Regions from separate parts of the Anas platyrhynchos genome. Here region 1 is linked to region 2. A link is a contact called in public Hi-C data. All regions are on one chromosome and are shown on one strand. Each heading gives the region's core, a stretch centred on a gene start, on an enhancer-like site or on the middle of the called end of the contact. The rest is flanking DNA. Distances are from core to core; before and after follow the strand shown. Region 1 holds the start of AKAP13 (A-kinase anchoring protein 13). Region 2 overlaps AKAP13 (A-kinase anchoring protein 13).

Region 1 (5,577 bases), core at 718-3,217, 180 kb before region 2:
CTGAACTATTTGCAGCCTTTGTTTGCCTCCTGATCCCAAAGACATGGCTGGGGCCTTTGGCAGGCCTGGGGCCATGCCAGCCCTGGAGAGGCAGCCACAGACAGAGGTTGGCTCGCCAGGTTAGGGCCACCAAGCAGAGAACAAACTTGCCCTTGATGGACAGCCAGGAGGGTAAAGCTCCAGATCTCTGAGCGTGTGTTATGGAAAATTTTAGGCACCTGTTATCTGTCACCATGCTACCTCCTCCTGATTGCCTCACGTTATGAGGTAGGTTGGGCTGGGCTGGGCTGGGTTAGTCATTGTTTGGTTGGAGACTCGGAGGGGACAGAGCTTCTGCAGGAGGTGGCTTTTCACTAGATGGTGCTCTTTCCTGAGCCATCCTGTGCCGTCCCCTTTTTGAGTCTGGGAACTTCCCAGTGTTCCTCTTGTACGCCCTTCTTACAGGGATGGGAGGAAGGCAAATTAAACTGTATTTCCAGTATCCCTGCTCTCAGGTGCCTCACCCTGCTGGAGCCATGTATGAGAAATTATTGCTTTACATCCTGGTTTAAAAGGGCGTACGGTGTCGGTATGTCCCAGCCTCCAAATGATCACATTGCATGAGGGGTGAAACCATTTTTATTATTTCAGTTGATTTAAACGGGATCAGCACTGCACACCTTAGAAGACGATGCCAAGCTCATGCAGAGCACTTTCAGCAGGAAATCTCCACTGTACACAGCTCAGTGTTATTATTTTTATTCTCCAGAGAGAGCACACCAGGTACAGAAATTACCCGCATCCTTTGTCCAGCTCTCTGGCCAGCAGCAAGGTCTTTTTGGGAAGTACAGCAAGTGTTTTTGGGGTCGGCTGCAGTGAGGTGAGGCTGCCCACCTTTAGTGCGACAGGAATCGCACGAGTAACTCAGCGTGGCTGCTGTCTTTGTGGCTATGATCGCCTGGCTACCACCAGGGCTAGCAGGATGCATCTGTGTGCAGTAGGTTAAGCTGAGGGGAAACGTTGGGCCGCCACATGAACTCATTTCCAAGAGCTTCCATCATAAACGCTAACTGAAGGCAGGTCACCGCCACAACTGCTCGTGCATCTTCTCTCCAGAGGCCTCCCCAAACCTAGCCACACGCGGACCACAGGCCACATGAATGCGTCTGCTGACGGTGGGTTGCCATTGCCACCATTTTCTGGGGCAAGGCACGGGAACAGCGAGGGAAATTGTCCTGGATCAAACTCCACACCTCATGCAGCAGAGCAGCGGGAAGGTGCTGCGGAGCAGGACAGGGCTGCGGGCATGAGTGGAGCTGCTGGATTTTGTGCTAGGAAGCGATGTGCAGCGTGTGCGTGCAGCAGATCAGCTTGTGCTGGGGGAGGACTTATCCATTGCAGGAGGTGGGCACGCCAGCAGCAGCGTACCAAACTAAACAAGCCATTAAAGCTCCTGGCCAGCGTGTGGGGAGGAAGTATCCCCTTTAAGTAAAAATAAAATAAAATAAAATAAAATAAAATAAAATAAAATAAAATAAAATAAAATAAAATAAAATAAAATAAAATAAAATAAAATAAAATAAAATAAAATAAAATAAAATAAAATAAAAAGCACATTAAAAAAGAATTAAAAAATCAATAATAAAAAAGTTCTCTGCTTCTTTTCGCACCAGAAACACCCAAACCTCAGCGAGCCCAATGAGCGGGGCCAGCCAGGTGGCCGGAGGGGGGGGGTGCGGGGGTGCCACTCCCCGACAGCCCCGCTTCACCCGGGGGTCTCTGGGCTGAATCTCCCCCGACCCCAAGCCCCCGGCCGGGTACTGCCCGTCCCCCCACCCGGTGCCCCCTGCCCGGGGGCGGCCCGGCCCGGCCCGGCCCGGCGGGCGGCGCATGCGGGCTGGCGGCTCGGGGGCGGGCACGGCGGCGGCTCTCGGCTCGCAGCCCGCAGCCCCCGGCCCTCCTTCCTGCCCGCCTCCCCGGGCGGAGAGCACCCGGCCCGGCCGCTTTTCCCACCCCCCTCCCTCCTTTCCCATCTCCTTTCCCCCCCCTCCTTTTCCCTTTCCCTTCTCCCCGTCCCCTGTCCCTCTCCCTTCCCTCCCGGCCCCGCTGCTGCCAGGGGGCGAAGCCGCCCGCCCGCCGTGGGGTGAGTGTGTGAGCCCCGCAGGAGTTTTTGCGGAGGATGGGGAAGGGGTCTAGGGGGATAAAAAGGGGTCTTTTGGGGTGGTGAGGGAGTGGGGCCCCTCCGCGGTCCCTCGGACACTTCCCCGCCCTTCCTCCTCCTTCTCCTCTTCCTCGGAGCTTTTCTCCGCGCAACTTCGTGCGGAGCCGCTCAGCCTCGCGTGCTTTTTTTCTCTTTATTTTATTTTTTATTTTTTTTTTCCTTATTTCTCACTCTTTTCCTTTACTTTTCGCTTCTTTGCTGGCGCGCCGCGCCTCGCCTGCTCCCGCCCCTATTGTCTGCGGGCTGCCCGGGGGAGAGGGGGGGAGCGACCCCCGGCCGTGTGCCCGGGCTGCTGCGGGGGGGGGAGCACACGAACACACCCCCAGAAATACACAAACACACGCAGATCTACACAAACACACGCTTATATACACACAAACACCCCCCCCGGCTGGCCCCCAGCCTCCCTCCTCGCTATTCAGCCCATTGATGTGCTGCTGGGGGGGGGAGAAATCAACAAAACCTCGAGCTTCGCTGATGCAACTTTGTATCTTAGTTTGTTTGGGTTTTGCTGAGAGAGTAATCCGGGTTTTCAATCAATCTCCTCTGTTCTTGTTTTTTTTTCCCCACCTTTGGGGCTCAGTGGGTTGTTGGAGCCGGGCAGGGGGTCGTGGCTGGGGGGTTCTTGTTGTGGGGTCACCCTGCTGCTGGAAAATGTGCTCAAGGGGAACCCCACTTCTCCTAAAGCCACTGTGACGATTCCTGGGTGAGGATTGTGAAAGCGTGCTCGTTTCTTCACCTGCGAATTGTCCGAGCTGGTTAATCCACCGGCCGTGGCCGCGTTATCCCCACGAGTCATGGAAAGGAGCTGGGATTAGTGGAGCCGAGTTTTGCTGACCTCTGTAATGGGCTCTGCCCTGTGTCCTTCGCAGGGCTGCTCGTTAGCTGGAGCTCAGGAGAGAAAAAGTGCTTTAAAAAGTTTGTAAGGGTGTTCTGTGCTGGTTGCGGATGACCAGACGGGGTCTTGATAAAGGGATTATGAATGCTGTGCTCATGCAGGACAGTTGGTAGCTGCGGTGTTCCCTGCAACCCGTGTCAGCCATAAAACTGTAGGTGCTCATGGAGATACGCGGTGCAGTAGAAATATGTAAAGCATGTAGCTTCAGCGCTGAGTTTAGACAGTTGCTCTGAGATCTGTGAGTGTCTCGTGTGCTGGCAGTCTCAGCTAACGTAATCTCAGTGGTTTTAAAAGGCCAAACTACATTATTTCCCCCGGTGGTGACTCTCTTCAGCTGAAAATCCCTCCCTTGCCTGGCGTGCTTTTGGTGCTTTGCAAACCCTTGCCAAGTTGTAGGGGGACTGCGGAGGTGAACCGAGTTCCTCACAGTCCCATGAAGGTAAGGCACGCGTGATTCAGTTAGCGCCGTGTTAGAGGAGGTGTATTTTATTCAGAGATATCCTAGCAGTGGGTGTAGATTGACATTAACCTCACAACATCCGTGTCTGTGGGCAGAAGCTGTCTGTGCTAGAGGAGCACCCGTTCACGCAGAGGGCTCTTGCTACACCACTGCGGTTCCAGGCTGTCACCTTTCGTGGTGAGATGTTTTGCTTGGACCCTTTTTTTTCCTTTCTTTTTTTTTTTTTTTTTTTTTTTATTTCCAGGCCTCGTAGCAGGATACGGGTGCATTAAGCAAGGTGAGGATAACCCAGGCGTGTGTTGTCCCTTGGCATGGGTTCAAACATGTACCTATCTCCTGTGCTTATGGCATGAGCCTGGCGCGTCTCCTGTCTGTCCTCTCGGCGCTGCCCGGCGCTGGGCAGACAGGCTGGCCTGGGGCTGTTGCTAGAAGGGCACGGATGTGGAGTTGGGCAAGGCAGACGGGTTCTGCAGGCAGCCTGAATTACAAGTCTCCCCGCAGGTAGCGCGGCATCGTGTCGGCCCCGTGCTCCAGCCCGTGTCTGGCAACCAGGTCCGGAGGCCAAGGCATGGTCAGCACGGTCCAAAAGGTGAGGACGTGGCAATGCGTGGAGGAATAGGGGCCAGAGAGCCAGGCAGGAGCTTGGTGTTCATGATTTACAGCCCCACAGCAGCAGAGGAGGAAAAACGCAGTTGAAAAGTCCCAGCTTTTCATACAAATAGAGCCCTGCCAGGTAAATGGAGGGTTTTAAACGTAGGCTGTGTGGGGAAGCTGTTGGATGCAGGCTCACGCAGAACTTGCTGCTAATCTCTCAGCAGGATACGCTCCTGACTAAGCCGTGTTCTGGTCCAGGGTACACTTCTGTACTGAGAGGGGGATTAAGTGCTGTTAAAGGAATCTGGTTATTCTATCCAAAGCATGAGGTAGGGCAGCGCTCTATAAATTATACCAGAGGAGAAAAACATTGGTAGGCTTACTGGCAGTGTTACGAGGGCAGGGGGGGCTTTCGTAGAGCCTTCTGCTGGCATAAGAAGTTTTAACAGATAGCTGCTGAACAGAAAAATGGTCAGTAGAAGTCGTTGTGCATGCTGTACGTATTTCTTTTCCTCTCCTTATCCAGGACACCAACAGATCAGTTTTCTCTGCCCGGTATTTGGTGATGTTCCACTTGCCTATAAAACAGTCCTTGAATCAGCCTGGAAGCCTTCCTGCTTAGTACTCTAGCTCGTTATCTGCAATCTACGCGAGTGCTATTATATATTATTTCTGTGGGGGTTCCCCACACAGGCAACAAGTAGCCCGCAGTAAATTGAACCATGTAGCTGATAAGTACGGAGAATCTTTGGGTTTGGTTTTGCTAGAGATGGCAGGCAGCATGCAGAAGTTAACAGCTGGGGTGAAAGGCTGGGTAGTGCAGGAGGCTGCCAGGATGTGATTTGCTCTCCCTGAGTGATTGTGGCCCCGTGTTTTAGCAGGTTGATGGGTAGTGGTTTGGCGGCGTTGACCTGCTTTCCAGGCAGCAGCATCCTGTCTGCAGGCACACAAAAGGCTGAACGGCCACGCAGCTCAGGTGGGAAGCACCTCGCAGGCTGCAGCTTGGGATTGCCGAGTGCCAAGTGCTTGTTTGTTGCTTGCTTGCAACGATCACCCATGGGATGAAGGTAATAAGTGACTTTGTGGAGCAGCTGGTAGCTCTGTGGACATAAATACAGTTTGGCTGTGGCTCACCACAGGGGATACAGCCTGCCTGGGAGCCTGGCATGCACCACCTGCACGGTCATTTCCAGAAAGCACCACGCTTCTCTCAACCAAAACTTTGTGTTAGGGTGTTAGACACCATCAGATGTTTACAAAAAAAATGTAGTTGCCTTTCACCTTTTTTTTTTTTTTTTTTCCCTCTTGAAAACTGCTGACAACAATTAGATGTGGGGCGGGAATCAGCCACTCCTAGTACTTACCGAAAACTCAAACACTTAAATCGTGGTGCCGCAGCCTGGCATCGCAGTTCTTGGCTGCTTT
Region 2 (5,933 bases), core at 3,046-5,545:
GTGGTGACTTTATATAAAAGCTGGTTTAGCCACAGCTATTCATTCATAAGACTGCTTTGGCAGTGGGCATTTTTCACGTAGTAATCCCAGACCAATTTATTTATTTGTTCACATTTTCAGGGTTCATTCCTCGTAAGAGGATGAACGTGTTAGTTTGATAGCATCATGTATATAAGACAGATTTCAGATATCTGGACAAGCCAGTATGCATTTTAGAAAATACAAGGTTATTGTTATGAAGCCTTTGGATTTCTTGTGCCACAGAAGTTTAAGAGCTGCCTATCTGAAGGGGTTGCAAACTGGTTTATTTCATTTGCAATATGTTAGTATTGTTGCTGCTTTCTGCACAATGGACTTTGATGAATTATTTTAAGTCCAGCAAACATGTGAAATAATTTTGATGGGTGATGCAAGAGATGTTCAGATAAGTACACCAAAATTTGGCTGCTAACACAGAAGCATAGGGCATACATAGCAGTCCTGTATCCAAAGGCCAACTAACTTATTTTGTGGGCTATTAGTTTTAGCATTTCAGTTTTGAACCTGGCCATGACAGGAGATGCTCACCATGAAGGTGAGAAAATTTGTGCTTTTTTATGCTCATCTTCATGGGCTTTATAGCTTGCAGCACAATATTGATTGTATGATGCTAAATTATAACCTAAAATGTGAAATCATAAACAGTCTTTCACTGTGGTTTTTGTCTGGATACATTTTGCCTACTGTCAAGAATCTCCCATTTCTATGATAAAATACTATTGCAGTAAAAGATATATAGCACATAATTGAAGATCCTGTGCAATGTGCTTTTTGAAGGTGCTGAAAAACAGGCATGAATATTGAATTATTATAGCTCTTGATTCAGTGCTTTGTATTTCTTACGTTAACTGCAAAGAAACAAAAGGTTTGTGGAATACTGAAATCCATTCAAATTGGGTAATCTATTAAAAAAGGAAAGAGTAAGAAGGCTTGACCCATGTAAAAGCAAACCAGAGCTGAAAAAGAGTCACAGGAGGGCTAACCAGGGACAGAAGCTGGGAGCCTGCAAATTACTTGTGTGATCTTAGCAGGCAGTTCGGTAATAAATAAGTACAAAAAAGGAAAGAAAGAAAGAAAAAAAAAAAAAAGAGGAATATAATCAGGAAATTAAAGTGAAGACTTCATTCAATATATGTTACAATATTACTTAGATGTTGTAGGGATAGATCATTAATTAGATGAAAGATTTCGCGAGGGAGATATTGAGAGACCTCTAAGCAGGGATTAGGTAATGAGGTACGCCAGTATTTTAGTTTCTTAAAATAAACAAGTGATATTTCTGTCTCAGACTGTGCTGACACAATCAGCAATTAGGAAAATGTGTTTAGGATCACCAGGCATAATACTGTATGCACAGTTTTTCTGAATGTACGTTTGGATACAGGACCACCTTTTCATCTGTTGTGAAGTGGCGTTTTCGCATTCAGCCGTAGCTTTGATATGTTAACAGAATTTGAAGCCAAAGGACTAGTTTTTGTACAATGCATATGCAGAAACAAAGTTGTGCTTCTTGAAGTTCAGTTGTGGCTGTGAACAGTCCTTGTAGCGAAGAGGTTTTTTGTTTGGTTTGTGCTTTGTTGTGTTTGGTTTGTGGGCTTCCTGACAGGCCCAGTTCCTCCAGAGAGACCCTTCTCTCCTCTGGATCATTTTGTCACGATTTTTCAGTATTCTTCAACAGTTCTGGTAAATGATATCAGCTACCTAATCTGCTCCAAATGTGTTAGGCAAGCAGGTTTCTTGTGGTATACAGAGAAATTGTGTCATTGGCAGGGCTTCGGCTGCATGTCGCAAGTCAGACTTTCCTCAAGCAGAGTTTTGTGTGACTGAGCTCTAAGTTGGTAACATTTCGTGGAAAATGGAATAAGGCTTCCCTTGTTTCCCGTACTCTTTATGAAGCGCTTCAGGATTTTGATGGGAAAATGAACTATAATTTTATCAAGCAGCAGACTTTTATACATGAATCCCGGATGTGCTGCACAATGGGTTCTTTCTAGTGGTGTATAAATAAAAGTATTGTGGCAGAATGATTCGCATTTCTACATATTGTGATTAAATTGGCAGTTCTGTATCAGATACCCTCATTTACTAGCAAAGTTAACAGATGCACATCCTTTGCTTGATAAATGAAGAATGATAAAAATACTAAGTAATCTTTCACCTCAGCATCTAATTTGAGATCACCTAAGGATAAGGGGAACAGACTTTATCCTGAGCACATGAAATCAATTCTAAGCACTCACTTCTGGTAAACATGTCTCTTTCTTCTTTAACTGTCCAAATATGCAAGCTATGTTTTTTAAAACAGTGAGCTAAGGAAGACTGCAGCCTAACATGTCACCTCCCATTCTTTCACTCTTTTCCAGGTGCTCCGGCTTTCGGCGGCCCTGCAGGTTCCTTGGTGCAGAGGTATGGTTTTCTGGGGTTCCCCATCTCTTCTGTTGCTCCAATTTGGAAAACCAAAAGAATTCCTAGCAAAATCCCAAGTGTCCGGGTTGTGCAAATCTGTCCCCTATGGATATTTTAGATGACACAATATGAAAGTTGTCTGATTTAAGTCTTATCTCCAACAAGGCTTTGTGGTTTCTTCATAGATAATAGCACATCAGGCTATTTGTTATTCAACCATAGTAGTTTACCCTGATTTATATTTTACACTGGAAATAGTTGTTCCCGATTTTGGTCAAGTCTGTCTGTGTTACGTTAATAATCATGGTTTTGTACCTCTCATTAAAGGACGTATGCATGTCTGTCCCTTCTGTCTGCTCCCAGCCTGAAATAGGCTGGGTGCTGACGATTAAATGCCGAGACTGATCGTATGTGCCCAATGGGATAGACTGCCCCTCTAAATGGGCTCATGCTGCAAGCAGCTTACTCGTTATTTGGCCATTGGAGCAGCAGAGGGTGCTGTGGTATGGCTTGAGGATGGAGATTACTTAAAAACAGATAAAAGGCTTCCTTGAAACGTGAGAAACTGATTGGCATTTTGCCTTTTTTGCCTTTACTTTGCAATCTCTGGTGTAACACTATAAAGCAATCCATGACCCTCTAGGATAATACATGCATTTGTCCTTTAAAAAAACATCTGTCCACTTAATATATTATTTGGGAGGAAAAATTAAAAATAAAACCCAACCTTTTTCTTTTTCGATTTTAGCATATCTGAAGAGAGCAGCAGTGTCCCCTCTGGTAAAAGTGCAACAAAAGTCAGTCGTACCTTCAGCTACCTCAAGAATAAAATGTCCAGCAGCAAGAAAAGCAAAGTAAGTGCTTTTTTTTTTTTTTTAATTTTTGCAGCCATGAAATACCTATGGGTATCAGAGATTAATTTTGTATTTCAGTGTGTTTCCATAGGGTGGTATTTATGTCTTTGCCTGACTTTCTTTTTCCTGTCGCAAGGGGAGGATTTTCTGTGTGGTCGTAGAGAAGAGCAACATGGGAAATGTCAGCAGCCCCAAATTAAAATGCATCCAAGGCGAGGTTTCCTGTGCAATGTTTTTGCCTCTTTTCCCCACTGAATTGTGCTTCATTTATTATAGAGAATAGATTGTGCTCTGGCATGAGTTATGGTTTTGCAGTGACTGATGGGTCTAATTTTTGCAGAGCCTGAGAGGTGTTTAATAAAATGAGGACAGGAGCTGTAAGAAAGGACTGGCTGCCGAAGCTTGTATTGTCTTTCCCTTTTATTTCTACCTTTGCCACAAAGTTCCTGTGCACTGCTGGAGAAGTTGCTCAGACAGTGACCTTGAGAGATGGCCAATATTTATATTTTCTCCCTTTTCTGGAGGAAGTCCTTGAAACCCTAGGGTTGAATTTTCTGAAGGTTAAGTGCTTTCTCAGCGCAGCTGAATTTCCTGGGAACAGAACTGGCTATAGAAATAATTACATTAATGGTAAATACTTTGCTAAAATAGGCTGTTTTTCCCTTAGATTGTCTACTAAAGATGAATGGTTGTTTTGTTTGGTTGTTTTTTTGCTTGGTTGGATTTTTTTACTTGAATCTCAGCGCTGTTTACCATGTCTGACAGACAGGAGATAACACCATCTCACCTCACAGAATGCAACGTATATTGTGCAGTTAACTGATGTGTAGTTACTATGTTGGTAAGTGCTATTGGAGGGCCCCTGAGACATTAACTACATCTGATGAGAGTTTCAATAGCAAACAGGAAGCAAGGCACAATGCATGGTGCCTGTCACACAGGATTGGATGAAGTGTGTGAGGAGGGGAGGTGTCACACTATCTGCACAAGCAAACTCCATTTTGCCATTTCCCATTTGATCTTTCAGCCAGAGGGTTCCTGTAACATAGGGGGGGTTGTGTAGTGTAGAGGCAAGATGCTAATTTTGATAGATATTTTTAGAAGATTGCATCACATTTGCAATGAGTTATCAGCTGTAATGAGGTCAGTGATCCTAATGCACAGTTCCTCTTTATGGATCTGTCTTAAAAGACACAAACTGCAGCTGCAGGCAGTTCAGAGCTGCTGCTGAAGAGTTTTAAAACAATGCTGTTTTCTGCTGTGAAGTACAACATCCAAAAAAGTGTTTGCACAAAGACTTCTATGCGAAGAAACCTCTATGCAAACCACTAGCGAGAAGTTGTGGGGCACGTTGCACAGACTGTGCACAGGACTGGAAATTCATTCACTGCTTCTTGCAGTCTGGGTGCACAATCTCTAAGGCAAGAACTGGACATAAATAACAGATTTTGTTGGGACGGGTAAGAAAATACACCAGATACTTGCTTGCTCTGCCTTTCTTAAGTAGGTGCGGTGCATTTATTTCACCCATTTCATGATTGTGTTTGAAACCGTTGATAAAACAACAATCGTTCCAAAATCTCAACCATCATACATACATTAAAAATCATAATACATAGCAGTTCTGATATTTTGTTAGCTAGAAAAACATAATGTCATTCAAATTACAATTTCTTGTCTGCTCCTGGTGGAATGGTTGCATTACACACGCTTTTGGGCTTCAGCTGTACATTTGAATAATTCAACCTAAAAATTCTTGGGAACGCTGAATTCTCAGAAGCTTTGAGGCTGGTTAAAAACTGTAAGAGTTAAAAAGAAAAACAGCAAACCTTGAAAGAGGAAGTTGGACAGGAAGAGTTGGTTTCTGCTGCTGTCTGGGCTGTCAGGAGAGAGAGAGAGAGGCAGGCAGGCTTCAAGTTCTTTCCAACTAGGTTTTGCTTTTCTCCAAACCTGGCTTCAGAAATGCATAGTTTTCTAAGATTAACTGTAAAAATAAGGCACTTTTGAGAATACTAATGGCAGTGGCTCTTCTTGAAAATGAGTTTTGGAAAAGTTCTGTTTAAAAAAAAAGGAAAAGAGGATGTTTGGGTATTAACTGTAGTGAGGATACTGGTATAAGCTTTTTTGTATTTACCCATCCACTTCATGTTATTTAGGGATTAGTCAGTGAGTCTTGCAATCAGTAGCATGCGCTGCCTCACGTTTGTAAAGTCTGTAACACTCTATATCCCTGTCTGTTAGAAAAGCATACTCGTTTTATTCATTTTGGTAGAGAGTTTCTGGGAAATGACGACATAAAAATTAGCGTGAGTAATGTCCCTTCTCCTTAACTTGCGTGGTTATTGGGCAGCGTTGTTCCTCCAGCAGTTTTAGTTCGTGGTAGGAGTTTTGAGTGTTCAAAGGGCTAGAAGAAGGGGACCGCTGCTGACCCACAGAGCAGGAGGAGTGCAGGTATACGAACCCCTTCTCTCCAGGGAATCATCTGCCGCAATTTGTGGACTGAAGTACTACATAGCAACAGTGAGGTTTGTTCAGATTTACTTTTTGTCTATCCCAAACATCACAGGGGGGTTGTTTAACCAATCTTTCTGCCTTTTAAAGGCGTGGATCCAAATGGATTTATATATTCGACGG

Evidence for each region. A called contact is a pair of places that touch in the nucleus more often than the background predicts.
Region 1: a Hi-C map of subcutaneous adipose tissue shows a contact between it and region 2, with 1.6 times the contacts expected there. The contact joins the promoter of AKAP13 here to the enhancer-like site in region 2. A contact is called at or near these places in 2 of 8 Hi-C or Micro-C datasets (skeletal muscle and subcutaneous adipose tissue).

Annotation. Positions count from the first base shown.
Region 1 is chr11:18,378,081-18,383,657 of IASCAAS_PekinDuck_T2T, reverse strand. AKAP13 (A-kinase anchoring protein 13) reads left to right here and starts at 1,967. Exons shown (of 41, transcript XM_072043424.1): 1 at 1,967-2,122.
Region 2 is chr11:18,196,148-18,202,080 of IASCAAS_PekinDuck_T2T, reverse strand. It overlaps AKAP13 (A-kinase anchoring protein 13), which reads left to right. Exons shown (of 41, transcript XM_072043424.1): 18 at 2,403-2,445; 19 at 3,194-3,299. Among named protein-coding and RNA genes, the nearest start is that of KLHL25, 58 kb to the right of the region's middle. Within about 2 kb of position 4,295, at least 5 of the 8 cell types and tissues checked have an H3K27ac peak or open chromatin away from gene starts, as enhancers often do. A contact at or near this core is called in subcutaneous adipose tissue, where this site is marked.